2 separate regions of the Sus scrofa genome follow, and region 2 is linked to region 1. The links are chromatin contacts, called in public promoter capture Hi-C maps. All regions are on one chromosome and are shown on one strand. The core of a region is the stretch at or near the end of the contact, and the rest is flanking DNA. Distances in the headings are between cores, read along the strand shown. Region 1 holds the start of CPT1C (carnitine O-palmitoyltransferase 1, brain isoform). Region 2 holds the start of AP2A1 (AP-2 complex subunit alpha-1).

The links. Promoter capture Hi-C pulls out the DNA fragments that hold promoters and counts their contacts.
Region 2: a contact with region 1 is called in a promoter capture Hi-C map of fetal skeletal muscle, with 2.5 times the contacts expected there. The contact joins the promoter of AP2A1 here to the promoter of CPT1C in region 1. A contact is called at or near these places in 2 of 5 promoter capture datasets (fetal skeletal muscle and liver), 3 of 47 Hi-C or Micro-C datasets (blood and embryonic fibroblasts) and 1 of 2 datasets of contacts at active chromatin or transcription factors (alveolar macrophages).

What each region holds. Positions count from the first base shown.
Region 1 is chr6:54,728,650-54,736,259 of Sscrofa11.1, reverse strand. CPT1C (carnitine O-palmitoyltransferase 1, brain isoform) reads right to left here and starts at 3,559. Exons shown (of 19, transcript XM_021094747.1): 1 at 3,284-3,559; 2 at 2,132-2,286; 3 at 1,328-1,467. ADM5 (adrenomedullin 5 (putative)) reads right to left here and starts at 4,651. Exons shown (of 2, transcript NM_001099939.1): 1 at 4,361-4,651; 2 at 3,722-4,137. The coding sequence starts at 4,431. The coding sequence ends at 3,885. It overlaps PRMT1 (protein arginine N-methyltransferase 1), which reads right to left. Exons shown (of 9, transcript XR_002344722.1): 8 at 7,298-7,610; 9 at 5,849-6,149.
Region 2 is chr6:54,782,796-54,790,405 of Sscrofa11.1, reverse strand. It overlaps AP2A1 (AP-2 complex subunit alpha-1), which reads right to left and starts at 3,869. Exons shown (of 23, transcript XM_021094760.1): 1 at 3,641-3,869. The coding sequence starts at 3,707. It overlaps TSKS (testis-specific serine kinase substrate), which reads left to right and starts at 5,195. Exons shown (of 11, transcript XM_021094752.1): 1 at 5,195-5,698.

The DNA.
Region 1 (7,610 bases), core at 2,310-4,809:
AAATTCCTGGGCCCCACCCAGACCTACTAAGTTAGAATCTCTTGACATTCGGCCCAGCAATCAGGCTATTTTTTTTTTTCTTTTTATGGATGCACCCTCAGCATGTGAAAGTTCCCAGGCTAGGGGTCGATTCAGAGCTACAGCTGCCAGCCTATACCGCAGCCACAGCAACACCAGATCCAAGCCTCGTCTGCAACCTACACCACAGCTCACAGCAACGCCGGATCCTTAATTCACTGAGCGAAGCCAGGGATCGACCCTGGGCCCACATAGATCCTAGTTGGCTTCATTACCGCTGAGCCACAGTGGGAACTCCCCAGGTGATTTAAATACAAGCTCAAGCTTAAGAGACACCGGTCTAAAGCTACAGTAAGTTAACATGTTTGCAAAGTTGCAAGTGAACTTGAGAAAACCCTACGTGGAAGACTTGGGGCAATCATTTCCCTTCTGCAGACTGGGTCAATCTAGCTTCTCTGGAAATCTCTATTTCTGACCCTGGGTCTGCCCTTTGAGGCTGTCTGCACAAAATTTGAACATTCTTCCCCAGAAGGACTAATCCAAGATTTAGAATGTGCCATTTCACCCACATTTGGTTTCCAGACCTTTCCCAACAACTATACTAATTCAGTCTCTCCCCTGTAATAACCATCAGGCACTGTACTGAATATTCCCCAGGCAAGATTTTGTTTAATTCCTCCAACCACCCTAGGAAACACCTGTTATTACGTCCATATTACAGGTAAAGACCCTGACACGAATGGTGAGGTCTCTTGCTTAAGATTACACAGCTAGATTAGCAGAGCTCATGGTACATCGCAGTGCCCAGACATTGTCCAGTTTGTCACCATCCCTCTTAGCAAGAAGCAGCCAGGATGGAGTTCCTGTCGTGGCACATCAGAAACGAATCCAACTAGGAACCATGAGGTTGTGGGTTCTATCCCTGGCCACACTCAGTGGGTTAAGGATCCCGCATTGCTGCGAGAGCTGTGGTGTAGGCTGCAGATGCGGCTTGGATCTGGGTGTTGCTATGGCTGTGGTATAGGCAGGAGGCTGTAGCTCCGTTTCGACCCCTAGCTTGGGAACCCCCATATGCTGTGGGTGTGGCCCTAAAAAGACAAAAAAAAAAAAAAAAGCAGCCAGGATGGAAAATGTGCAGACACAAGAGAGGCGATCACCTCCTTTACTTGCTGCCATACCTTTATTAATCTGACTGCGAGTAAGTCTCAGAGATTACTTTTCTTTAACAGGCATATCATGCTGATAGAGAAACTTACTGGGTGGAGGGAAAGGGATTAGGAGGTTCCTGGGCTGAAGTGGGGGACCTCACCAGTCTGGCAGCAACTCTTTGATTTTCTCCATCAGTCCTAGGGAAGGATCCAGCTGGAGGAAACAGGCAAGCTGGATTGCACTGAAGAGGAAGAGCCAGCTGAGCGGGCTGGCAGGGAACACACCTATGAGAAAGTCGTTCTGCAGAGAGGAGAGAGCACCTATTCAATCACTTATCCCATCTGCTGAGCACCATTCTTAATCTTTTTTGATCATTTTATTTTTTGTCTTTTCTAGGGCTGCACCTGCAGCACATGGAGGTTTCCCAGGCTAGGATCAAATAGGAGCTGTAGCTGTGGGCCTACGCCAGAGCCACAGCAACAGGATCCAAGCCGCGTCTGTGACCTACACCACAGCTTACAGCAACTCCAGATCCACAACCCACTGAGCAAGACCAGGGATTGAACCCGCAATCTCATGGTTCCTAGCCGGATTCGTTAATCACTGATCCACGACGGGAACTCCATTTTTATTTTTAATTTATTTTTTATTTTATTTTTTTGTTTGTTTTTTGGTCTTTTTAGATGCACCAGAGGTAAGGGGAAATTGGTGTTTGTGGGCATGGGGAGAGGGTCCAGGGAGAGAGGAATGAGGGTTCCCAGGAGGTGAGGTTTAGGATCCCAGAAGTAAGCCACGGAGAACCTGGAAATGGCTTTAAAGGGTCCTGGAAGTGGACATCAAAATTCCCAGAAGGGATGACAAGCTCCCAGAAGTGGGACCACCAGGATGCCGGAAGTGGGGCTCCAGCATCCCGGAAGCAGGTAACTGTATTCCCGGAAGGAAACCAAGGCGCAGCCCTCCTCACCCAGAAACGGGAGAGATGCCTTTTCCAGGAGCGCAGTCCGGAGAGGTAGATCTCCTGCAACAATGGGGGACTGAGTTCCACTTCTCCCCCGTCCGAGGTCAGCGGGGGTCGGAAACCCACGGCCTGGTGCGCTTCGGCCATGTCACGCTCCAGCCCTGGGGGTGGGGAAGGACAGACGGTCATTCTCCAGACCCTCCCCTCCGCCCCCGCAGATCCAGGAATATAGGACGCCAGCTTATCCTTCCCTAACCACCTGAGGGGTCGTGAGGGTCCTGGCCTTAGACGCTGGTGTGGGGGGACTTCAACTGAACGCACAGAGAGGCAGGAGGGGTAATTCGCTCTAACCTCTTCTGCGGCTATTCTGAGAACGTGACGGGGACAGTGCCCCCTCCCCAATGGACGTCCAAGATTCGGGGGTCGGGGCGGAAAACCGATTCAATTCAGGGTGAGTTGCGAAGTCTCCGGAAAAACATTAAACCCAAACCCTTTTGAAATGAACACCTGCCGGACGCTGGCATCTTCCACACCATTTCCGTTTCCCCCTCCAGGGAGCTGGGAGGGGAGTGTCGGGAGGGGGCAGCTGGGCGGGGGCTCTCTACCAAGCCATCCTCTCTGGGGTGGTCCAACGTCCCCTCCCCCCCTTCCGGGGCTGAAAGGGATGAGCGGGGGCGGGGCACCCCTACTGCGCATGCCTCGCAGGCAGGGATGCGGAGGCTGAGGGCAGAGGCGAGCGTCGAGGACAGGTGATGGAGAGGCCTGCACTCCCAGCCCGACACAATCCTCCAGCTCCAGCAGAAGCTCGGGCCGCTCTAAGTCCGGCACTTACCACGCTGAGTCAGGGGTCTGCCGATCTGATCCTAGCGGGAGTACACGGGCGACCCCCGATTTAGAGCTCCGGACCCATGCCTCCCACTTGCCTATGTCCAGTTCCAGTGCTACGAGGCCACAACTGGGTCGACGGACCTTCAGAGCTCCTGTCTGCTTCTGACTATCCAACATCCAAGAACCCCAATTTCTGTCTCGCCTTTGCCTCTCCGGATATTCTAGTCCCGGGTTTTATCCCCGCCCCTCCCAATCTTCTCTCTCCGCCCCCTTCGAATTCCAGCGTCCAATCCCCTCCATCCGTTCGATCCCCAGCCCTCAGACTCCTACCCGCCCGATGCTCCACAATTGGGCCGCCCCGGTTCTACGCAGCGCTCTCCGAACCCCGGGTTCTTCGGCTCCCCAGTCCGCTCTTTGTCTTTTTCACTCTTTCTCTTTGAGGAAGGAGGCTCAGCCTGGAACTCGGCCCACGCGCGTGGGAGCCGAGCGAATCTCAGCCCTACCGCTCGGGAGGGAGGAGGGCTGCTTTGGGGTCGGGTTGACCCAGCAAAACCACCCACGGAAAGTGCAACTGCATGGATTGAGTTGGCGTGAAGGCGCTTCACGGCTCGGATTCAAGTTAGGCAGAGCGACTTCCGTGAGGGGAAAATGGTGCATGGATAAAGGGGAGAATATATTAGGGACCAGGCTCAGGCTGGGAGGCCAGAATAGGCACAGACAAGCAGAGACTTGAAACATGGAATTCTCGTATATTTATTCAGCTCTGGACGTTAACATTTTTTGTCCAGCCTGGGTCCGGTGTGCACGTGGGTCCAGCCCAATTGCAGTCTGGGGAGGTGGATGGAGTTAGGGCAAAAGAAACTTGAGGTCACAGCCTCAATACACAGATGGGTAAACTGAGGCCAGGGAAGGCGTAGAGATGTGCCCAATGTCACCCAGCAAGTTGCGCTCTGCGCAGGCTGGGGTCCTGGAGACGCCGCAGGAGTCTGGCCTCCCGCCGCCGCCGCCGCCGCCGCCGCCGCCCGTAGCTGTAGGGGTCCTGAGGCTTGCGGCCAGCCTTCCCTGAGAGCTCCTTGGTGGAGGCAGAACGGAGCCAGTATATGATCTCTGGCAGGCGGTGCGTCTGGCAAGTGCCCAGGGAACACAGGCGCCCGCTCTTTAGGGAAACCTGGTGCCGGGTCAGCCTGGGGATGGAGCGTGGGAGAAGGGCCGATTCAAACAATGCACTCGAGAAATGCGGCCCGATGGGGAGACCCAGAAGTCCGAAACTGGCGGGCCGCGTCTGCAGATCATCTTCCCACCCCACCCATCCTCCCGAGGCACCGACGCGGAAAGCCGCCTAGAGAGGGCGCATGCCTTTCGCGGTCTTTTTCCCACCCAGTCCCCGCAGCCACCAGCGTTTCTCACCTGCCCGCGGAGTCTGGGTCCCCCAGGATGGAGGAAGCAAAGAGCCACAGCAAGAGGATATGGGCGGTCATCGTAAGGGGCTGGGGGGGGGGAACCCCTCGAGTCGAGCGGCTCCTCCGGGGTCCGGCCCCGCCCAACTCCCCGGGTCTGGAGAATCCCCCGAGCGCCTGCTTTAGCGCGAGGACTCAGGGCGTCCCCACTTCTCAGGAGGAAAAAACTGAGGCCGAAAGAGCCACACCACGCCAGAAGGGAAGGATTTAGGAGCCAGACGCCCACCTTCCGCACCGTGGGTACGGAGCCCTCACGGGTGTGCGGGTCCCGCCGCGATGCGGCCTATGCCCCTGGGAGGCCTCGGGAGACGCGACCCCTTTAAGGCGCAGGAAGGAGGGGCGGGGCGGCCGACACCTGCAAGCGGCCACCGACGCAGCTGCGAGGCTTCCAGGAAGGGGTGGAGGCAGGGCAGCACCTCACCCTCTCATCTGCTGGGGACCTGAGTAGCCCAGAAGCTGGAGAGACCGCAGTCTTAGGGGACAGACGATCGTTCTCGGGGGGAGGGGGGGGGGGGCTGGGCAACGTGGGACATTGGCAATTGGGACAGATGGCAAAGGGAGGCCCCAAGGTTGCAGAGGAAGTGTGGGCTCTGGCATGGTCACCATCCTGGGAGAGGGATGGGTGGAGCTGAGCATGAGGGGCAGGCGGCCTTGACACCCCAACCAGGGCCACGGACAGTGTGTCTGGGGAGTGTGTCTTGAGTGATCCAGGTCCTGAAGCTGGGGGACCAGTGACTCTGGACAAGGCCCGGAGAAAGGAAGGGCAGGCAGGGGCATTGCCATGGCCTTGGCAGAGACTGAATAGAAAGCCCCCCAGGAAGCTGTGGGAAGGTGGTTATGGGGCCTTAGTGTCCACCTCTAAAGTGGGCCAGAAGGTGGGAAAACCCCCCTCTGCTGAGATCCCCCCACCCCCACAACAAAGCATTCTATCCCCCCTACGAGCACACCCCACCAAAGGACTCAGTTTCCCCAGCCCAAGAGGCAAGGGCAGTCGTCGCTGCCAGTCAGCTCTGACTTGGCCTTGGAGGGTCCTGGACAGGAAAAAACAGCCAGAGCGGAACAATGTGTGGGGGGAAGGCTGCAGAGGGCCTTCTGGGAAACTTAAGGGCCCAGCTGTGCTGGGAACCCACACCCCCACCCTCCCCCATCCCCGCAGGGCAGCTGGGAGCAGGAACCCTGCTCAGTGGGGACAAGAGGAACAGGCCACCAGAGGCATGGCAGAGAAGAATGGGGGGCAGACCTTTCGAGCTGGTGGGGAAGGTCCTGGGACAAACCCTTGAAAGAGTGGAGGACCCCGAGAGAGACCCAGAGACCCAGAAGGGGTGCGAGAGCCCCGCAGCCACCAGCTGGCGCTGTCCGCATGCTCTGGTTAGGGCTGGCATCTCAGCACCTGTGGATTGGGACCCTGACCCCACTGTGCCCCCAGGAAGCTGAGCCGTCCCAGCTGAGGATTTATTGGCGTAAATGCAACCATATAAAAACATAAGTTATGAAAAACACAGTCACGATGTGCCCCCCGCCCCTGGCCCCTAAAACCCCCTTCTGTGGGAGGGAGGGTGGGAGAGGAAGGGGGAGCCCCGAAACCGCCTAAGAATGCCGCAGCCCCTGGGCCCTCGCAGGGCCGGCCCGGCCAGGGTGGGAAAAGCCGGCGCCACCTAGCGCATCCGGTAGTCGGTGGAGCAGGACAGCTCGCACAGCTGGCCTTTGAAGTCCAGGTCAATGGTGAAGTCCAGGTCACGCTGTGGGGAGAGCGTGGGCATGAGGCAGAGACAGAGGCCCCTGGGGAACAGAAGCCACAGGCCGTCCCCAGAGACCCCACATTGCTGGGCCCAGGCCCAGCCTCTGCCTCGAACCCTGCCTGCCTCCCAACAAGACGCTCACATGACAGCCTCAAACCCACTGGGAACCCAGCCAACACCCGCCCCCAGCAGGGGCAGAGGTCCGCTGCTGTCTCAGGCATCATCAGATTTCCCCCATCAGCAAAACAGGTATTTCTTCCTTCCTTTATGAGAAGCAAATCTCTCTCCAGCACTTTCTCCTCTCAAAACACTCCATGGTCCCACCCCACCATCCCCACTTCCTCTCCTCCACAGCTTCCTGGGCACCAACCCTCCCGGAGCCATGGCCCCCAGCACTCCCTGGCTGGGACAGTCACGGGGACCTCAGTGACTTCTGCCCCGGGCCATCACTGCCTTTCAGCCCTGGATCCCGCCTTCCTCCTCCCTCTCTGGGTCTCTCGTTAGTTGTGGTTTTTTCAACCTGTGCAACAACTGACATCTCGGGCTGGACCACTCTTGTGTCTAGGGAGATTCTTACTATCCTGCGCACCCCAGATGCTCAGCAGCTGTCACCCCCTGACCTCTACCCGCTGGATACCAGCAGGGCCTCTTAATGTCTCTAGACGCTGACCTGTCCTGGGGGGGGATTATCCATGGTTGAGAATCGCTGCTTAAATCGGCTCTTACCTCCCAGACTTAAAAAGCAGGGGCCACCTTGGGGGCATCACGCCCCGCCCCAACCTGATTGACACTTCAGCGCAGGCCACGCCCCCGGCCCTGGACTCGAGACCTTTCCCCTCCCCCGCCCGCGGGCGGGGCTGCGGCTCCTGACTTTGGCAGAGGCCCGCGTCTCAGAGGCGGGCAGCTCCGTCCAGCCCGGTGCTCAGGGGCATGAACAGCCCTCCTCGCCTTCCTCATCCCCATGCCTACGTGAGGCTCTCCCGCCAGCTCTGGCCCCGCGCCCGCCTTCCGGCTCCAACACCCGCTGGCCCCCTTCCCAGCTACGCAGAAGTGTCTAGAATAGCAGAGGGCAGCCAAGTCCGCCGTTGGGCTTGGGGTAAGGGGTGCTGGGGGCCCCCCCAGCCCTTCCCCCTCCTCGCGAGCCTCACGTTGTTCTTGGCGTTGGGCCGCATGCCGATCGTGCCAAAGATCTCCTCGCCCGTCTTCACCGTCAGGTAGTCCTCCATGTAAAACACCGTCTGCTTCCAGTGCGTGTACGGGGACTCGGGGCCTGGGGGGCAGGCGGGTCAGCCGGGCACCCCCCCGACCCGGCCCCCAGCCCCCACCCCACCCCCTGTGCCTGCGGACGGAGCCGGGACCACAGTCTCTTCACCCTCGGCAAGCCTGGGGAGAGGGGCCGTTTCCTGGGCAGGTAATCTGGGGCCTCGGGGTCCCCCTGGCCGCTCTTTTTCTTCTCTTTGC
Region 2 (7,610 bases), core at 2,620-5,119, 54 kb before region 1:
AAAAAAAAAAAAAAAAAAAAAAAGCATAACTTGAAATAAACTGTAATGGAAAAGAATTCCTTTTAAAGAATATATATATGATTGTTTTTCGTTTTTAGGAGGTTCCCAGGCTAGGGACTGAATCAGAGCTGTAGCCACCGGCCTACACCACAGCCACAGCCACAGCCACAGCCACACAGGATCCAAGTCGCGTCTGCAGCCTGCACCACAGCTCGCGGCAAAGCCGGATCCTTAACCCACTGAGCGAGGCCAGGGATCGAACCTGCGTCCTCATGGATACTAGTCGGATCTGTTTCGGCTGCGCCACGACGGGGACTCCTGCACACACATATATATAAATGGCTGAATCACTCTGCTGTACACCTGAAACTAACACGATATTGTAAACCAATTACGCTTCAATCAAAAGAAAAATCTGATCTCGGGAGAGACCACGAAGGAAGAGAATAGGAGAAAGGGACGCTATGCACATGTACGGCTGGGTCGCTCTGTTCTACAGCAGAAACGGACACAAGGCCATCAATCAACGATAAGCTAAAAGACATGTTTTAAATTTGATATAGAACCCACATACCACACAGCTCCCCACTCACTAGGCCATTCGGTGGTCTGTAGTAGAGCCACAACGCTGCTCAGCTATCACCAATCTAATTCCAGAACATTCTCACTGCACCCCCCCCGAAGAACCCTGTTCTCATTAGCAGTCGCTCCACATTCCACCACCCCCTGGCCCCAGGCACCGACACGTCTACTTTCAGTTTCCATGGGTTTGGCGATTCTGAACATTTCATACAAATGGGATCCTACCACATGGAGTCCTTTGAGTCTGGCTTCTTTCGTTTGAAAGATGGGTTTGAGGAGGTTTGTCTGCAGCACTTTCATCCATTTGAACGGCTGAATACTATTCCGGCTGAATACTATTCCACCGTGTGTGTGTGGGTGTGGACATGCTGTGTTTCTCCACCCATCCACGGATGGACACGTGGGTTTGCTTCTGTCTTTGGCTTTTACAAACAGCGCTGACTGAACCTCTGTACACAAGTGCTTGGGAGCTGGACAGCTGTGATTTTTACACACTACCTGTCTCACTGAGGGCCTGAGAGTTTCACGGGGGTACAGACGAGTCTGTCCTATTTACCACTGTGTTTCCAGCACCCATGATAAGACTTGAAACCTACCAGCCATTCAACGTACGCTTGACGAGACAACCAGGGACAAGGGGGCGTTCTGATTCTCCAACCCTGCCTGATTCATTTGGCTAAACTATATCCACTGTCCCCAAGTGGGAGCCTGGACTCCGACTGTCCCCTCTGTCCTAGGGCTTCCCTCTGGGGTCCTGCAGGGACACCCCTTTGTCTTCTCTTTCCTTCCCCACCCCCATCATCCAGTCCCTTTGCAGATCCTTCAAAATGGATCCCCACCCCAACCACCTCTCACCATGTCCTTCTTGCCCCAGTCAAACCAACATCATTGCTGCGGTGCAGGCCCCTAAAAACTTCCCTGCTTCCGCTCCTGCCTCTGGGGTCTCTTCTCATCACAGCAGCCAGAGGAACTACTTTCAAACATCAAGCAGCATCTGCGCCTCCTGTGCTCCAAAGCGCTCACCATGGCACACAAAGCATCTGCTCCCTGTCCCTCCTCTGCCCTTACCTTCCGCCCAACCTCCCTCCCTCTCTCGCCACGCCAGCCCCCTGCTCTAATTTGAACACACGCCAAGTGTGCCACAACCTCAGGACCTTTGAATGCACCGGTTCCCTGCTGGGACCCCTCTTTCCTCCAGAATTTGCAGGGCTCACTCCCTTGAGGTCCTGGCCCCCTTCCCCCACTCCCCTTCCCTATTTTTTGTCACAGCTCTAGTCATCAGCTGACACTGTGGTTCTCTATTTTTTACCTCCCTCATGGCATGGGTGCTCCCAGGGGCAGGAAGCTTTGTGCACTCTTGAAGCCCCCCCACCCCCACCCCGGAACACTGTCTGGCACCCCGAGTGATCAAAAAGCGTGTGTCAAATGAATGAATGAACCTTCAGAGGCAGGATGCTTTTATCAATGGAGTCGGCACAACAAGAAAACAGCTTCCCAGAGGCTGAATAACTTGCCAAGGGTCACAGGGTAGCTCTCAGAGGCAATATACTGGGCTCCTAACAACTGCCCCCCCAACCCCCAACCCCTCAAAGCTCCGCCCCTTTCATAACACCCCTGCCTGTCTCTCTGCCACCTGATACCAGTTTCCACACCTCCTGTTTACTGAGCACCTACTATGTGCCAGATCCTTCCATACCTACTAAACTCTCAAATCATCACTGGACACCCAGCAGAGGCCACTCCTCAGATCCAGCCAAATAACCAGAAGAAAAGCCAAGATCTATCTAGAGCCTGGGATGTGTGAAAAGGCCTCACTCACATATGGCGTCACAACAGCCTCATCAGGAAGGTGCCATCAGCAGTCCCTCCTGACAGAGGAGGAAACAGAGTCCCTCAATTCAAGGTCACAGGGCTAGGAAGCGTCAGCGCTCCGACACCAACTCAAGCCTGGCTGACCCCAGAGCCCGTGCGGATACAGCCTCTGAAGCTCTTGGCAGCTCTAAACGCCAACACCCGCTCCCAGGAGCTGGGCGCTGACTTGGCACCAGGCCTCCCATAGTCACGACCATCCTTCCTGCTGGTGATCACTGTCCCCGTATTGATGTGGTCAGATGGGAGAGGGCTCCAGATTCAGGCCTGTCCTGCTCCCTGACCCATGACCCTGCTCTGGGACCAGGCTTCCTCCATCCCCCACTTCCCAGATCTCTTCCTCACAAATTCCTAAGGCCCCTAACCCCTTCTTTGAAATAGGGGTTCTCCTGCTTCTGGCACATCCTCTAAGCCCCCACATTGTAATATCCTCTCCTTTCCAAGCCCCCCAGGCCCCTGTCTCAGGCTCTCCAAAGACTCCACCTGCAGGAAGCGCCTCGAAGTAACCCCTCTTGTTCCTTCTCCATTGACCTCCGTGTTTCCTAAGAAATCTTCCATCCTGGAGCCCCTCTATCCCTCACCAGGGTCCCGCTATAGTCCCCCACCTTCCCATCCCTCCTCCCCAAACCCCTGGGACTTTCTATCACTCTAAAGTCCTCTCTATAAACTATAAACGAGCTGGGCACCTCGGTGACCTATCTAGCCCCTTCCCCTCTATGACACCCCCTCACCCAAGCTCTCAAGCCTGGCTTCCTGTGTTTCAGGTCTCCCCGTTCCCACTGGCCCCCTCCCACTCTATCGCTCCACAGGGTACCCCCAACCACCCAGCCATGCACCTCCTTTCTTTTCTGTCTACATCAGGGATTTCTCTGACCCCATGGCTAATGCGATCTCCTAGCTTTCTTTCATCCCCAGGGGACGCCTCTACGCCCCATCTCCGGGACTTTACTAGCGTCCTTTTCATTAAGACCCTCCCGGACGCCTCTAGCCACTCCGTGTCGTCACCTGAAGAGGCACAGTAAGACACTCTAAGACCCTCCATTACCCCCACCCTAAAGTTCCCCCCGCGGCCTCTCTATCCTCTCACTCTACGACCCCAATGGACTTCTATCCCCTAGGCCCTTCTGTAACCCCCGAGCCCCTCAATTCCACGCTTCCCCCGCCCAGGGTCCCCCGGCCGCGCTCTCACAGTTCCGGATGTCGGAGATGAACACCGCGAGCCCCCGCATCCCATCGCCCTTGGACACGGCCGGCATGATGGCGGTGGTGTCGGCTCCAGGCCTGGCCGGGCAGGGCACAGCGCAGCGGGGGCTGGCAGGCGGGGACCTGAAGGAAAGGACCCCAAGCAGCGCCGAGGAGCCTAGCCGGCCAAGGGGGAGGGCGGGCTGGCGGGCGGGCGGGCGGGCAGGCAGGCCGCGTCTCCGCCCCCGGTCCCTCCCCTCCCAGCCGCCATCCTGAGCTCTCAGCTGCCCATTGGCTCGAATTACTGCCGTTCAGGCGCGGGTTCATCCCCACTCCCTCTCTCATTGGTGGCAGGACAAAGGTACGCCGTTACGATTGGTCCAGCACCCCCGTATTTCCGTTCGGGAGAGCGGGGTCGGGGCGTTGCTCGAGAGACGGGCGGAGTTAGGTTACGTACAGTTGGACCGCCCCCTCCGCGCGGCCGGGGCCAATACTGATTGGATCCGGTCGCTCTCCTAGAAGGGAGGGATTGACGTGAGGGAGGGCGGGGGGAGCGGGCTTGAGGAGGCGGGACTTGTGGTGACTGAGGCCAATAGATGGGCAGATCGCCCCCGCAGGCGTTGGGGATTTGCCCGACCTGTCCTACTCCCCCCCCGATTGGGCTGTTATGGGGGCGGGAGGAGAGCCACGATCCGTAGAGAACGAAGGAGAACGGGGGTTGTCGCTCAGCTGGGCTGGGATAGGTGGAGCAGCGCCTGCAATTCCCTGCTGCAGAGAAGGGGTTGGGAGGGGCAGGAGAGCGTGAGGTGTTTACTGCGCAAGCGTCGTTCTGATCCTCTTTCTCCCTACTCTTCACCACGCATTACTCCTTAAATCTTCCCGGAAGACGTTCCTTACCCCTTGTCTAGCGGCCAAGATGTTGGGACCTAATTTGTCCGGAGACCGAGTGTCTCAGAGCGGAGGAAACACTAATTCAAGTCTAGTCGCATTAAGCAGAGGTTAAAACTGAGGTCCAGAGAGGTTGAATGACTTGCCCAAGGTCACACAGCTCAGAAACGGCAGAGCCTGGGTTTAAAGTATATTTTGGCATTTAACCACTTGTTTTGCTTTTTAGGGCCGCACTTGTGGCATAGGGAAGTTCCTAGGCTAGGGGTGGATTCAGAGCTGGAGCTGCCAGCCTACACCACAGTGATGGAGGATCCAGGGGCCCTCTGTGACCTACACCACAGTTCCCAGCAATGCCAGATCCTTAACCCACTGAGCGAGGCCAGGGATGGAACCTGCATCCTCACGGATACTAGTTGTGTTGTGTGTGTGTGTGTGTGTGTGTGTGTTTAGAGCCGCACTGGCAGCATATGGAGGTTCCCAGGCTAGGGGTCGAATCAGAGCTACAGCTGCCAGCCTACACCACAGCCGCAGCAATGTCAGAGCTGAACGCATCTGCAGCCTACACCACAGCTCACGGCAACACCGGATCCTTAACCCCCTGAGCAAAGCCAGGAATCGAACCTGCAACCTTATGGTTCCTAATCGGATTCGTTTCCGCTGCGCCACGATGGGAACTCCAATAGTTGTGTTCGTAACCTGCTGAGCCACAGTGGGAACTCTGACATTTAACTGTTTTCCAATTATGCAATGCCTTTTTTCTTTTCTTTGCAACCACACCACCAGTAAACACACCAAATCAAAACTGTGAGTCTCTCCACCAAACTTGGAGCTCCTCAACCAGAAGGGGACTGACGAACGTTGCTAAAAGGAATGGGGGGATCTGCTATGTTTGGCCCAACCACCACCCCTTGGCGCCCCGGAGACTTTCTTTGGTTGACAGGCTTTTGGGAAGGCAAAGCCTCCCGGAACTCTAACACCCTGGGCTATTGAGAAATTTGGGGCAAAGGGAACTGGAAGAGTCCATTCTGTCACCTCGAGGAACTCAGCCCTGCCAGCCTCTTCCAACCTCAGAACTCGAGTATTCTTGGAATGAGCCTTGGGAGAGAGTCCTGCATGCTGGGAACATCCACTCTGAATCCTGGGGGGATGGGGAGAGCGAGAAGAGCCCACCTTCCAGGTTCGGTGGATCTGGCCATTCGGGTTTCCAGGAATGGGGCTTGGGAAAGTCTATTCTGGATTCTAGGAGGACAAATATTGCTCAGATGTTTCAGTGAGCAAGGACAGTCCATTCCTAATATGGGCGTGTGGGGTGCGTGTGGCGGGGGTGCTGTCTGCCTTTAAAGAACATTAAAAACAGCAACAAGGAGTTCCCATTGCAGCTCAGCGGTAATGAAACTGATTAGTATCCATGAGGATGTGGGGTCCAGCCCTGGTCCCATTCAGTGGGTTAAGGATCCAGTGTTGCCATGAGCTGTGGTGTAGGTCACAGACATGGCTCAGATCTGGTGTGGCAGTGGCTGTGGCACAGGCCGGCAGCTACAGCTCTGATTTGACTCCTAACCTGGGAACTTCCATAAGCCGAGGGTGTGGCCCTAAAAAGACCAAGAGAGAAAAAAAGCAACAACAAATTCTTGGACTAGGAGTTGGGAAAATTTCTTTTTAGGGAAGATGCATCACAAGGGACTGGAGGAGTCCTTTCATTATGAGGGAGGAAGAAGTTTCTACCTGAGGATAACACCTTTAAATAATGGGGTTGGAACTGGTCTGCTTTTTGAGGAATGGTAAGAGAGACATCCAGAGTCTGAAGAAGAGGAACCATGAGGTTGCGGGTTCGATCCCTGGCCTTGCTCAGTGGGTTAAGGATCTGGCGTTGCCGTGACCTGTGGTGTAGATGGCAGACGCAGCTCGGATCCTGCATGGCTGTGGCTGTGGCGTAGGCCGGTGGCTACAGCTCTGATTAGACCCCTAGCCTGGGAACCTCCATATGCCGTGGGAAGCGGCCCTAGAAAAGACAAAAAAACAAAAAAACAAAAAAAAAAAAAAAAAAAGGAACTAGAGTCCAAAGAACAGGAAAATTCTGTTCCTAAGGAAGAAGACAAAGCCACCCTCTTCACATCCTTAATTCTCCACCAACCTCTCACCACTACCTCCAGCCCTTCACTCAGACCCTCCAGGAGCCAGAGAGCATTAATTCTAGGTTTTGTTGTGGGAGAAGGAAGTCCTCATTCTTCCAATCACGGGTAGAGGGGGGAACTCAGTCTCTCCCAACCTCCTCTAGGGCTCCAGAGTTAGCTAAAACTTTTATTTTATTTTATTTTATTTTATTTTGTTTTTTTTAGGGCCACACCCCCGGCATATGGAGGTTCCCAGGCTAGGGATCGAATTGGAGCTACAGCTGCCAGCCTACAGCACAGTCACAGCAACTCGGGATCTGAATCGCGTCTGTGACCTACACCACAGCTCAGGGCAATGTAGGATCCTTAACCCACTGAGCAGGGCCAGGGATCGAACCCGCAACCTCATGGTTCCTAGTCGGATTCGTTTCCGCTGCACCACGATGGGAACTCCCTAACCCATAAAATTTTTAACCCAATATTTAATCCATACACCCACATATGATCGTGTCAACATACTTGACATTCTTATTTTCCTAAGTTTTTGGAATCTGGTGTTTTCTACATAGAGCACATCTCAGTTGAGACTCGGCAAGTCACAAACTCAGCAGCCACAGGGCATTATTGGATGGCAGAAAATTATAAGATGGGATTGGAGCAAGACCATTCTGGGGTTCAGGGGCTGACCTATTGCTAAATTTTAAGACCAGGCCATGTAGAAGTTCATGTGAGTGTCCAGATGAGGTTGAGGCAAGGCTTCCTTGGGTTTTTTGTTTGTTTGTTTTATTTACTTTTTTATTTTGTTGTCTTTTCTAGGGCCGCACCCGAGGCATATGGGGGTCCCCAGGCTAGGGGTCTAATCAGAGCTGTAGCCGCCTGCCTACACCACAGCCACAGCCATGCAGGATCCGAGCCACGTCTGCCACCTATACCACAGGTCACGGCCACGCTGGATCCTTAACCCACTGAGCGAGG